Linked DNA regions of Gossypium hirsutum: region 2 is linked to region 1. Evidence: chromatin contacts called from public Hi-C data. All regions are on one chromosome and are shown on one strand. The core of a region is the stretch at or near the end of the contact, and the rest is flanking DNA. Distances in the headings are between cores, read along the strand shown.

Region 1 (6,550 bases), core at 328-2,827:
ACACGCATAATATAATAAACTTAATAGTAGTTGCTTATACAGTTTCATACTCGTAAGCCAGTTGATGGAACCAACATAGCTAAGATTCTTCCTGTGTGAATGCAATGCGATAAGTACGGGTCTCCTGTTTTCCTAAACTGCCCATTGTGAGCTCTTTTTGCAAATGCAATAGCTTTTTGCACCTGCCTTCACAAATTCAGTGTTTTAGTGGAAGAAGAGGACTATATGCAAGTCATACTCATAAGGCAACGAGACATGGCAAACCTTTGCCTCACTGAATATAGGATAGCCAGTCACATCAATTCCTTCCACTGTAAAAGAACCTGCACCACATTGATTGGCGTTGTTAACATGAAAATTGATAGCAGAAAATATGAAGAAAATGATCCAGTAAGAAGACAGTGAATGGTTTGACATCTAACAAGAAAAAGAAAGCAGGAGATTGTGATTGTAAACTGTAAAGAGGATAAATCATAGTCATGGTCTTGCTAATAAGCTACAATCAAGAATCAATAATTGGTGTAATAAGAAGGAACACAAGGTATCTAACGAAAACTATATCCTTTTCAATATGCTCAACTATGATTTCATAATTTTGAGAGGAATCAAAGGCAGAATCCTCTAGGCTCAAAATATGTAATACAAGACCTCAGGAAGAAGCTTAGAAATATGTAAAACATTTGTGACATATAGGTGCTAAAGAAAACAGATTTTAATGGTTTACATCCAAATAAGGTTCAATCAGACAAAAGCAATAATAGAAGGATAGAAACTTATTTGGAAAATTCAAGAAAGTACTTAGTATATGCACAATTGTAAGAACTAGAGAAGAAAAGGTATACACACAGACACACCCCAACAGGAGGCTTGAAAACACCGTTAAAATTAAGAAGACAAAAAGTAACATAGTCTGAGATAATGAGGAGGTTCTTAATAAGCCAATCGTGAAGAAAGTACACACTTAGTACTCCCTAATCTGGAACTGAAAAAAACCAACTTCTAGAGGATTGCCTAAAATTGAATGTAACAAAACTATTTCTAATATATAGAAGCACAAAATCAAGTAATATTGTAATATCCAGAACTGCATAAAATTCCAAAGCAAAAAGAAATGAAACAGAAGGGTACCTTGTTGCTCCTCCACTTTGGGCCACAAGAAGTCAACCTTAGTGGAAAGACAAGCCCCGGAGGCTATAGCAAAGGCAGTAACAGCTACTTGGGTAATCGCAGAAGAGACGGCCCCATGGATGGTGGCACCAGAGCCAGAGGCAGCGGCAGCAGCTATCGTGTTAAGGGAAGCAGAAACAGTGAATTTCTTGGGAATACATCTAAACTTAGTAGCAGTTTGGGGATAGAACTTGTGGAGAAAAATAGGGGAAGTTTTGTGGACAAGAAACATTGTCTTGGAATGGATTTGAGATTGGCATGAAGATGAAGATGAAGATGTAACAAAGGGCATGTTCAGGTAAAAAAAAAATCATGTCTGACATGATTCTTCTGTTTGTTGGCCTAGAGGGAGTTTGTTAGTTTTTATTTGTGTGGCTGGGATTCTTGGACTAGGCAAAAACGGTTGTTACCAAAGAAAAAAAAAATTCCTGGAAAATAGATGGCAATCCTAAAAACCTGGGGTAAACCCAATTTGCTCTCGTTGAGAGTCGAACTCAAGACCTCCCGCTTACTAAACGGGTGCTCTAACCAACTGAGCTACGAGAGCTTCTTAGTTTTATTTTTTTTAGAAATAGTTTTGGATTTAAAATTTTGAACCTTATTGTTAATTATTAGAGTTAATTGCACCACGCATCCTATAATTTTATTACAATTTGATCTTTAAAACATATTCTAATTATATCTCTAAATTATCGAGGTATATTAATAATGTCCCTCCATTATTAAAATCATTAATTACCCGTTTATTGACATGTAAAATCTTATTTGATATGGTTTAAAATGAAAATTTTAAAGAAAAATAAATATTGTGAAAAAATATGTAAAAATCTTGAGTTTGAGGTTTTTGAAGCTTTTACAAAAAAATTATCGTTCACTCTTTTTTTTCAATTTTACTTTATTCTTCATTTTAACTTTTAAAAGTTATGTGGTAACTTTTTACTATTCTTTAAATTTTAATTTTAAATTATACCCCATACAATTTAATATGTTATTTAATGGTTAAATTAACGATTTTAATAATAGAAGTACCTGATTGATATAACCTTAATAGTTTAGGATGTAATTAAGACATTTTGAAATTTGAGGACCAATTTAGAATGAAGATCATAGTTTGGATATATGTAGTACAATTAACTCTAATTATTGGTAATTTCACATTTTGTAGGACAATGAAAACAAAAGGGTCAAATTATTGAAAAATATTGATTTTGGGGGAAAAAAAAGAAAATAGGATGATTATTCGATTAATTAGAGAAATATATTATTTTTGCTTAATCGAATTCTATTGTGGCAAAAGCATGTCCCATAGGATGCACAGTAAAAATGTATTCTACGAGGCATGTTTTTGCCATGACAACATCCAACTCAATAAATATGACCACTGAATCTCCAATAATAAAAAAAAATGATAAAAATATTATTATTGCCCTTGTATATACCCAACCTTTATTTTTTTACAAATCATTTATCTCATCATCAAACCAATCTTCTAAATTAATTCTCCCACTTTCATTCTTTTACAAAATATTTATCCTTCAATTATCAATTTCATTTTCTAAATAAATATCAAAGTTTGTTTTCTTCTCTCAATTAATAATATATTGTCTTGGTTTGATTTCCACCATCAAAATTTTATCAAGTAATTTAAGGTAAGTTATGTTATTTCAAGTGTTATGTATTTTTAATATTAGATTAATTTAATTTTAGGTTGCTTATCTATTATTTTGTTATAATGAATTAAATGATATGTTAGAAAATTCTAAATTTTTTTATAATCTATATTGATATTTTAATAAATTATTAATTTATTACTTTGTCAAATATTTGTATAGTAATACATTTTTATTTTAAAAAATATAGATTTTGTATAAAAAATATAAATTTAAAAAATGACAACATCATTGATACAGTCGGATCACAAGCACATTTCTAGCAATCAACTACAAATGGAAAGAAAATGTTGTTAAATTTTTATTTTGTGAATATCATTATTAAATCAATGAATTTCATTAATATAATTATATAGTAATTTGAGTGTGCTATGTATTGATATTAATACGTCGAAGATTGTATTATTCAAACGGATATATTCAAACGGATATAAAGCCAGGGGATTTCATCAGGTGTAAGGTTACGCGCACAATCAATACATTTTGAAATACAAAACGCAAAAGAAATTGAAAGATGAGATTCAGATCTGGGTCCTTTTTGATTCGTTTCCCCCTATTTTCTTGTTTCTTCGGATTTACATATTGCGTATTTCGAACAAAAAAATCAAAGAGAAAGGAAAGAGAAGCTTTACCTTCGTAAGTGCGCCTTGGAGATCTCCATCCCCTTCGTCGATATCGAAGGTGGAGAGAGGACTTCGTGGCTAGAATCATCAAACCTTGGAGTTGAGTAGAAAGGAGGCTCCACCGCAGGCTATTATCCATCAATCTTCGTAGTGGAATAAGGGTCGAATGGCGGCTGAATAAGGGCAAGCATCTAGGGTTTCGGTTTCCCCTGTCTGCTTTGCCAAAACACTCTAATTTTAGGCCGATTTTCCCTTTTAATTGAGGGCGTGAAGTGACGCCGTTTCAGGCTAGGTTCAATAGCCTTTGAAACGACGTCGTGTGGACCTATCTAGCGCGACCCGTGCGCTTGTGACCCGACCCGGGGAGGATCCGCGTGCTTCCCATTAATGGGAAATTTGTGCTCTAGGTCCCTCCCCTTTTGCGCCACACTTTAATCAGCCCATATATGTATTTCATGGTTTTTTAAAATTTTCCCCACAATTTACGCTCGTTTGCATTGTGGTCTGAGCTCCAACGCCACGTTTTGGGAGCCTGGAATATTTCCAGATTGAGCCACTGTGCATTTGCGCGCATCGTGCAGTGGTCCTTTCTTCTATTGTTTTGTTTTCAAATTTTCCCTTTTATTTTGGATTGATTCTAATTAAATCCTCTTATTCTAATTAAATCCTCTTAGTTCATAGCCCTTTGTGTTCTTAATCAATTATTTTTAATTTTTAAACAACTTTGAGTAATTGTTATTCCATTATTGTAAATTGTTTTTTTAGCAATGTTAATATCACATTTTGTACATTTTAAATGTTTATTTCCTTTGTATTATTATACATATATGTATATATTGTTAATATATTTTTATTCACATAATGGCTTTCGACTCTATCCTTACATTTTAATATATATTCTTTTTTGTTATTCAAATATATTTTGTACATATGTTTTACATAAGATTTAAGTTATTTTATATCCATTTATATTAGTACATGTATTTGATTCACATACATTACTAAACCTATACATATTATCATTTCTATAAATTTACATGTATTTACTTTTAGACTCATATATTTATATATTAATACGTTTATGACTCTAATAGATTTTTCTATTTTAAAACACTTTTTGCTTTATGATTTGTCAAGTATTTTCCTTTATGTATATATGAAACAATTTTAGAACTTTCATTTTTGCAATTATAAAATTATTATTTTTGAATGTTTCTTTATATTCCATTGCTTTTGTGTTTTATAGAGCCTATTATTTAAATGTTTTGATATAAGGATATGTATGGTTTTTAGACAAACTTAAAATTATATATATTTTATTATTAATCTCATTCTTTTTATAAATTTATATGTACATTTTTTATAAATTTATTTTGGGCATTATGTTTTGTCATGCATTTTTATTACTCTTTGGTAGAGGTGATCATGGGCCGGGTCGGGCCAGGCCCATACAAATTTTTAGGCCCGTTTACTAGGCCCGGGCCCGGCCTAGCCCGAAATATGGGCTTAAAATTTTGCCCAAGCCCGGCCCGAAATAAAATTACTAAGCCCGAGCCCAGCCCGGCCCGGCCCATATTAAATTTTTTTTATTTCATTAAATAAAAAAATTTAAAAATATAATAAATCAAATATATTTAAAAACATAAAAACAAATATTAAAACAAATAAAAATAATACTAAAACAATTCTTAAAACAATACACAAATTAATAATATAATAAAAAATGGTTATATTAAAAATTTAAAATAATTAAAAATAAAATAAAACAATATATATTAATATATAATTCGGGCCGGGCAGGGCCGAGCCAGGCCCGGGCCAAAAAAATCTTACCCGAGGCCCGGCCCGTTTTCTAAACGGGCCTCGTTTTTTTGCCCAAGCCCATTTTTCGGGCCTATATTTTTACCCAAACCCTCCCATTTTTCAGGTGGACCTTCGGGCCGGGCCGGGCCGCCCGGCCCATGATCAGCTCTAGACTCTTTGGTATCATATATTTTTTATTATAATGTATTTTGTAAACCTTTAAATGAATTTGTTTTTAAAAAATTTACATTTACATACAATTGGATTCAAACTTTGATTCTATAATATTCCTTTCAATAATTATATATATTCTTAGTTTCTACGCAAATTTATCAACTTATATATTACGTATTTTAAAAATATTCATTCTACAATATATATTTTAATGATTGCGTGTGTTTATTAAGCTTGTCTTTACAAATGTTTTATTTATCAATTCATCAATTCATATGATATGTCTCATATACTTATCATTGTTTTAAAATAATTTTATACTATATTGCTTCTTCGATTTGCATTTTCTTTTGTGCATCTAGTAGTAATCATTTTATGTTATGTCATGCATGTTGTTGTAGCATATTATTTGTTCATTGTCTTATGTTGTCATGTTAATTATTCCCCATGCATAATTGAAGTTGAATTATATTTTCAAGTTAGTTCTACTTAGTTGCTTAAGTGTTTGTTAGTTGATTAAATAAATTGTATTGCCTCCACTCTTCCATTGTCGTGTTTTATGCGTACATATATTACTCCATACCATCGCTTTCTACTCGATTTTTGAAATGTGGTCTTATAAAATCCAAATTTTATGATTAATTTCGTCTTATTTCAAATTGGATTAATGTGTTTTAAGCTAGTTTCACAATTTTTAAGAATCCTTTAAAACGAAGGCGATATTCGATACATGGTAAGTCGAGGAATAGTGCCCTAACGTGTTGGGTTGCAATTTCTCGTTTGCTCAAAGTAATCGAAGGTCCCTTTAGAATTTCACCCATGTCTTTTAAAAATCCCTTAAACGAAGGCGATGTGCGATTATTGGCAATTCGCAGAATCGTGCCCTAACGTGCTGGGTTGCAACTTCTCGTTTGCTTAAAATAATCAAATATCCCTTCAAAATCTCACTCATGTCTTCTAAAAATCCTTTAAAACGAAGGCAAGACTCGGTATTTGACAATTCGGGAATCATGCCCTATCGTGCTGGGTTGTGACTTCTCGTTTGTTCAAAACAATCGAATATTCCTTTAGGTTTTCACTCATGTTTTTTTAAGGAAACCTTTTAAAACAAAG
Region 2 (6,829 bases), core at 1,748-4,247, 200 kb after region 1:
TCTTTCTTCACTAATACTCCAATTTTCTCTTCTTCTCCCCACCTCATTGGCTCCTCTACTCCCACCCTCACTCCGATTTCAACTATTTGTACAGCCAGTTTCTCATTGGCAAACTGATCAGCAAATAGGGGCCAAGTTATCAATGGAACACCGGCAGAGATGCCTTCGATTGTTGAGTTCCAACCGCAATGAGTTAAGAACCCTCCGATGGCCTGATGCGATAGTATTAGTACTTGCGGTGCCCAACCCCGGATCACAAGCCCTCTTCCTTTCGTTCTTTCCTCGAAACCGTCCTCTGAAATCCAGGTGTCTACATCATTCGATGCATCACTTGCTCTTATAACCCATATAAACGGCCTATTCGATGCCTCCAGGCCTAAACCGAGTTGTATCAATTGTGAGGGCGTCAAGTTCGATATGCTTCCCAGACAGGCATAGATTACGGTACCTGGTTTTTGAGAATCAAGCCATCTCAAGAACTCTTGTTCATCAACCGAGGCCTTGTTGCCTCTCTGAGCTTTATCCATGGCATCCTTGTTACATAGAGAAACCGGACCAATGCACCATACTTTGTCCTCCCTTGCCTTCTTGTATTCCTTAACATATTCGGGCTCCATCTCTTCGAAAGAGTTTATGATGACGCCGTAAGACTCGAGATCCGCCTTCTTCCGTTCCTCCGAAAATTGCTTGAGGTTTTCAGCCATAACTTGTGTGACCTGGCATTTAGTGAACTCAACTTTGTGGGGCATGTTAGGCACGACGAAGTACTCCGTCTCTGAGGAAACGTGGTCAAGAACGTTGGAGATGCGTAAATTATGGAGACAAACAAGACGAAAGCAACAAACTCCATGGAACACGATCCTCGGAATCTGAAACTGGTTGGCAATGTCGAGTGTGAACGCAAACAACACATCAGAAAGGATACAGTTGGGGCTTGGCGTTAGCTCAGGTAACAGTTTTTTAACTGGCGTTTCAAGCGCGTCGGTAGCTTGGTAGAAATTCCAGGCTAAGCTAAAGGAAGGCAGCATGTCGAAGCTCTCGCACCCTTCTGGCAATCCAAATTCAGCACATGGAAACTGTACCTCAAGTAGACGGATGAAGAGCCCCGATTCCATGGCACGATCGAGGGTTGCCTTGAACCTAGCTGCCTTTTGAGGCGTTGTAATGATGGTTACGATCACGCCTCGCTGTGCCAGCAATCTAGCAATGTCAATCATAGGGGCCATATGGCCTTGAGACATGAAGGGAAACACCACAAAGTGAAGCTGCTGCTCCTCTTGAGTAGGAGTCGCCATCGAAACTGTCAAAAACTAAACCATAAGTCTGGTTTTATATACTGATATAAATTTTGATGTTTTTTTATTATATTTGAGATATTTTAATTTATTTATATTGTATATAAGAAAAAAAGGCAAGCGAAAGAAAGGATTGAGGAGGTGACATAAGGGCATACATAAGCATTTTTGTCTATTTATGTAGAAAAAGTGAGTTAGGCTTTTTCTCATTTGTGAAATTATGATTGTAAGTGAAGTGCTGGGTGGCTAATTTCGTATAAAAAATAGGGAACATGGCAGACCAAGACTGGCATATTGATTTGTAAGTAGCCATCAAATCCTACACGAAATCAACTTTGATGAAAGTTTTAATATTTTCTGTAATTAATCTTATATAAAACATTATTCAATTTGTCTATTTGTGTTACTGAGTCATGTTTTTTTTTCTCGGTAAATTAATAATATTATTAATAAATTAGGAATTTCAAAGCTACAGAAGATCGCCTCAAATAAAAAAAAAAAAGAATCTTTAGCCACTCTTTTAACGCAATTGGCCACATCACAGAGGTTTGCCATAGAAACACCAAGCCAAGAAAATTAAGCAACAAATGATACTGAGAAGCCAAAACCTCAACTAAGCTAGATATCACCATCACTTCCGAGGCTGATTCTCATTTAAAAGAACCATCATGTTCCTAATCAATTTTTTCATCAAAATCAGATTGCTTCCAATTCAAGGAAAACAAGCTCTTCAAGCATGAATAAACCAAAAATAGGATCAGTCCTCGCCTCAAACAGCAAAAGCATCATAGCCAAATCACCACAGAGCCCCAATAAACGCCTCACATAAAAGATGTAGCCACATTTTGGTCCAATTCTGTCATCACTCTCTCTAAAGCTTCAAAGGCTGACCCTTCCAGATACAACTTCATTGGCATAAAAACATATCAGTCCAGAGGACTTTAACGCATGATCGGAGGAGAATATATGATATCTCTGCTAAAAAGACCCTTAATGAGAGTCAACCACTGCAAGTCAATTTCCATTCGTTGGTAAAACCATTAAAACTGTTCGGCTCATCAAATAAGAAGAAGGGAAAAAAAAAAGTCTTCACCCCAAAGCACAAATGATACCAACACTGACATTCATATTCACAACATAAGTCAAATACCTTTTTGCTCCTCAATCTCACAAGGACAAAAATTTGACCAGCACACAATCAAAATTTTGATCGACCTTTCCATTAAAGAACAATGCACGACACCTCTTTCAAACCCGAACCTTCAAGTTCCCCCAACGTCCTACATCAAGGCTGGCCTTTCTGCAATAGCGAAACAACTCTCTCACAACCTCTTCTTCAATTCCCCTTGCTTGAAGCCCCAAGAGTTTACCAAAATCCCTTACTCTACAAGTCCCACGCTTCTTCTAGCCTTATGAATTCTGAAATAACGACCTCATCACTGCAGCTAGCCCTCAGACCCAAGATTTTTCCCACTTCCCAAGCTTCCTCAGCTTCTTTACGGATGACTCTCCTTCGATCGATGAAATCTGAGTCGGAGAGCGAGTCGTTCACCACTTTGGATTGTTTTGGCCACTTCCCAGATCCTTTCTTCTTCTCAGGCGGTCTCCCTCTTCCTCTCTTTGTAATTATCTTGGCCTCACAAATACCCAGCTGTTAACGAATCTTCCTCACCTTAGTTTTGGTTATGGCTGACAATAGTGCCTCATCCAAGCCATCATGCTCATGACCCACTAAACAGTCATTATCCGGATCCGTAACTCATCAGATGGGCCTTCAAAAAGTTAAGGCCCACATTTACATTGTCCATTCTAGAGTCTCCTTCCGTCCCATTATTGGGCTCAATTTGAATGGCATCTTTGGATTGCAACCCATCTTTGAACTTTCCCCTGTATTCTCGAAGTTCTAACCGGGAATTAAAATCTAAGCAGCTTCCTTGTCACTTCTGTTAATGTGACTGTCGGCTGGAGCAGTCAAGTTGTCTTCTTGAATCGAATTTCCCAAGGACTGATGGCCACTGCCTCCTCAGAGATCCCCACTTTTTCTGTATTTTGTAATTTACACAAAATATTAAAGGCTTCTATTAATTTGCGTAAAAGAGTTATGTTTTATGTGATTGAATAATAATTTAGGTACAATTTTTAATCTAATCGATGCAATTCAAATAATATTAATTTTTATTTGATTTAATTTATATAACATTAATTTTTATATAATTAGGTGTCATGAAAAGCTTTTTTTTTTAAATCCCACCTTAAAACTCGTCAATAGTTTGTTAATTGAAAAAACTTTTAACAAAAATGAGAAAAATAAAATAAAATAAAAGTTTAAAATCATATCTAAAGACTAAATTTGTAATTCTATACATAAATTTTGATTTTGTATAATTTTATATATGAAATATTATTTTGATTCAATTTTTATAAATCATAACATCATTATCGATATAATATCATTTTATGTCTAAATATTGTATGCAAAAATAATTATATTTATCTAATATGGAAATAAATTGATGTATTTTTAAAAAAATATATATATGATTGAATCAAAATCAAAATTCAATTCGTAGAATCTTTTCAAATTAAAATTTATATATCAAATTACATTTTGAATCAAAATTTATGTATAATTTTAATATTTAACCCTAAAAACGAATAAAGTCTATGAAACTTTTAAATTTTATAAGTTAGACAGATATACTTGCATTAGACTTTACAAATTATGGTTTAAAATTTAAATTGTTTGAAACTTTTTCAACATTATAATTGAATCTTTAAAGTATTAATATTATATCAATCAAGTCATTTTGTCAGTTTAGTAAACAGTTTAAATTTAACATGCATACTTACTCTATGAACAATTTGAATATGTAATAAAAAGAAAAAAAATAGTCTTCTAACGTCAAATACAAACTTACATTAATTCTTAAACCCTACCTCGAGTGGGACACAGAGAATTATGAGAAGCGATTGGAGAGGCACTCGTGAACGACCCTCAACCTTATACCGTCTGGATGGTCATTCTATGACCAACTACTCACATGCTTTATATCATCCACGGGAGGGACCACCTGCCCTTAACCAATTAATTGGACCTTTTGTTAGGCCACCTGCTATTAATAGGTACACTCTCCTCAATAAGAAACCATATGGAACCATCACTTCTATAAATACTCCTAGCATCTCTCAAAACTCTTACAGTACGTTTGGTTGGTTGTAATGGAATAGGGTTGTAATTAAATAGAGCTGTAATGGAATAGAGCTGTAATAAGTAATTTAACTGTTTGATTGAATGGAATAGAATAGAACTGTAATAGTATTCTTGTATTTGGTTAAATAGAATGATGTTGTAATAGCATAAGGAAAAAAACTAAAACGACCAGAATACCCTTAGTAGAATTTTTTGTTAAGGTAGATAATTATTGTTATTGTTATTAAATTTTAATAAAATTATTATTAAATATATTTTATTAAAAAAATAATTTAACCATATTTTAACATAATTATTATTAAATATAATTTAATAAAATAATATGTAATTTAATAACATTATTAATATAATTATTATTATATGAATTAAAAAATCATAATATATAATACTAAAAAAATAATATATAATCTACTTTATTATTTTTAAACTGTAATACATATTTAATGTGCTAAAATATCATTACTGAAACAAATAATTTAATTATAAACAAAATATTAGAAGAATAAATAACTTGAGAATTATATTTCAGATCCAAATATAATATTCATATACTAACAAAAAGTTACATGATTTCATTAGTTTATATGTCATAATTCATATGTTATAAAATTTTACAACATCAAAAAGTTACAATATTGTAATCACATTCTATCATGTCATTATACTATCAAAAAGCTACATAAGTATGCATATTGTGTAATTATTCAGAAATTCAGTGTTAATTCCTTGAGAGCGACCACCTCTTGGTCAACTTCTTGAGTTTCTAATCTACTACACTAAAATTGTACGTTGATTGATTTGATTTTCTATGTTCTGAAAGTGGTTCTCCATGTTTGCCTGCAAACGTTGAGCTGTATTAGCGAAAGGCTCAACTAAATCTTCAATAGATTTACCTGGCTTAGAAGAAGATGGTTGTGAGGAAGCATGCAAGCTCAATTCATAGCCAATATCAGGAAAATTCAATAAATTCAACTTCAAAATTTACACAAATGTTGCAAGATAAATTTATTAAATTAGGACCCAATTGATAGAATGTATTAACAATAAGGGCTAAATTTGTTATTAGACCAATCAAAATCATGTATAATCCATGAAAACATTAACTCTATGATTAATTGTCCTTAATTTCTAACCTTCGAAATTGATAGGAAATAAATTGCTTTGATTTTCTTAGAAGGACCAATTTGCTCAATTCGAAATTGAGAGGAATTGAAGAGTTCTTTTTACCATATATTTTTTATGTCTATCTAGTTATAATAGTTATCAAGAAAAGGCAGCTCAAACAGATTTAAGCATATATTTGACCCCATAATCTCTTAAAGCAATTAACAGACAGATAAATGCGGAGTAGATTTAGACAAAAGACAATTTAAAAGCATAACAGCCTAGAGATAAACAATCTTTAAGGGGCAAAATCTGTTTCAGAAATCATAAAAACTCATCAATCCAGAACATGTGGATCATCTGACCACTTTCATTACTGGACCTTATTGTTGTTAAACCACTTGGAAGTTACATAAAGATGTATATATGAACTTCTATATATGATCAACTTTGCTGGGGGTTAATCATCCAATAAAAACAAACATGGTCACCTTGCAGACTATACATATCTACCTACCACGTCTTTGTTTCCAATGAATACCGGTATTGTACTGTTCATTAAAGGGACTGTCTCTCACCTTCTAGTTATATATTCATCAAATTTCCATTGCTTTATATCTAGAAGAGTTTCAAGCCTAAATCTTGGAGTTCTTTCCTATTAACCTTAGAGCAAAGCAAGATGGTCAGCGCTAAGAAGCTTATCAAGTTAGTAAGAAAATGGCAAAAAATGGCTACAATCAGGAGAAAGAGGATCACACCATCAAGTGCCACCTTAGATACTGGCGCAAACAGTTGCAACACGTCGACAACAATTGAGTAGGGCGATTTTGTTGTATACAATGTGGATCAGAAACACTTTGTGCTTCCATTGGAATATCTCAAGAATGAAATAGTCATGCAACTATTTAACTTGGCTGAAGAAAAGCGTGGTCTATCAGGCAATAAAGCTCTCATCTGCATATATTTATAAGAAACTTGATGCCTTTGGAAGGATTCCTGTTAAATAATGAGCCACCTTTCTGCATTTAACCCAGTAAAGTTGGTCAGTAAAACTAAGCTTGTAAAAGAAAATGAGAGCTACACATAAAATTACGCTACATAAAATTACATGACTTAAGAGAAGTCAATAGTAATACGGCAAATTATAATGATATATTTAGGCGGCCCTCTGTGACAGTTTCAGTACTAGATAAGTAACTGCTACTTGAAGAACCACTCA

Evidence for each region. Hi-C and Micro-C count contacts between places; a contact is called where the count stands out from the background.
Region 2: a contact with region 1 is called in a Hi-C map of leaf, with 5 times the contacts expected there. The contact joins the promoter of LOC107895353 here to the promoter of LOC107912963 in region 1. A contact is called at or near these places in 7 of 34 Hi-C or Micro-C datasets (leaf, petal and seedling).

The regions. Positions count from the first base shown.
Region 1 is chrA13:99,644,972-99,651,521 of Gossypium_hirsutum_v2.1, forward strand. LOC107912963 reads right to left here and starts at 1,578. Exons shown (of 18, transcript XM_016841366.2): 1 at 1,129-1,578; 2 at 265-323; 3 at 51-182. The coding sequence starts at 1,459. TRNAT-AGU (transfer RNA threonine (anticodon AGU)) reads right to left here and starts at 1,714; the gene lies at 1,641-1,714.
Region 2 is chrA13:99,840,694-99,847,522 of Gossypium_hirsutum_v2.1, forward strand. It overlaps LOC107895353 (UDP-glycosyltransferase 73C1), which reads right to left and starts at 2,998. Exons shown (of 1, transcript XM_016820665.2): 1 at 1-2,998. The coding sequence starts at 1,295. It overlaps LOC107895355 (a long non-coding RNA gene), which reads right to left. Exons shown (of 4, transcript XR_001683494.2): 3 at 6,189-6,829; 4 at 5,033-5,343.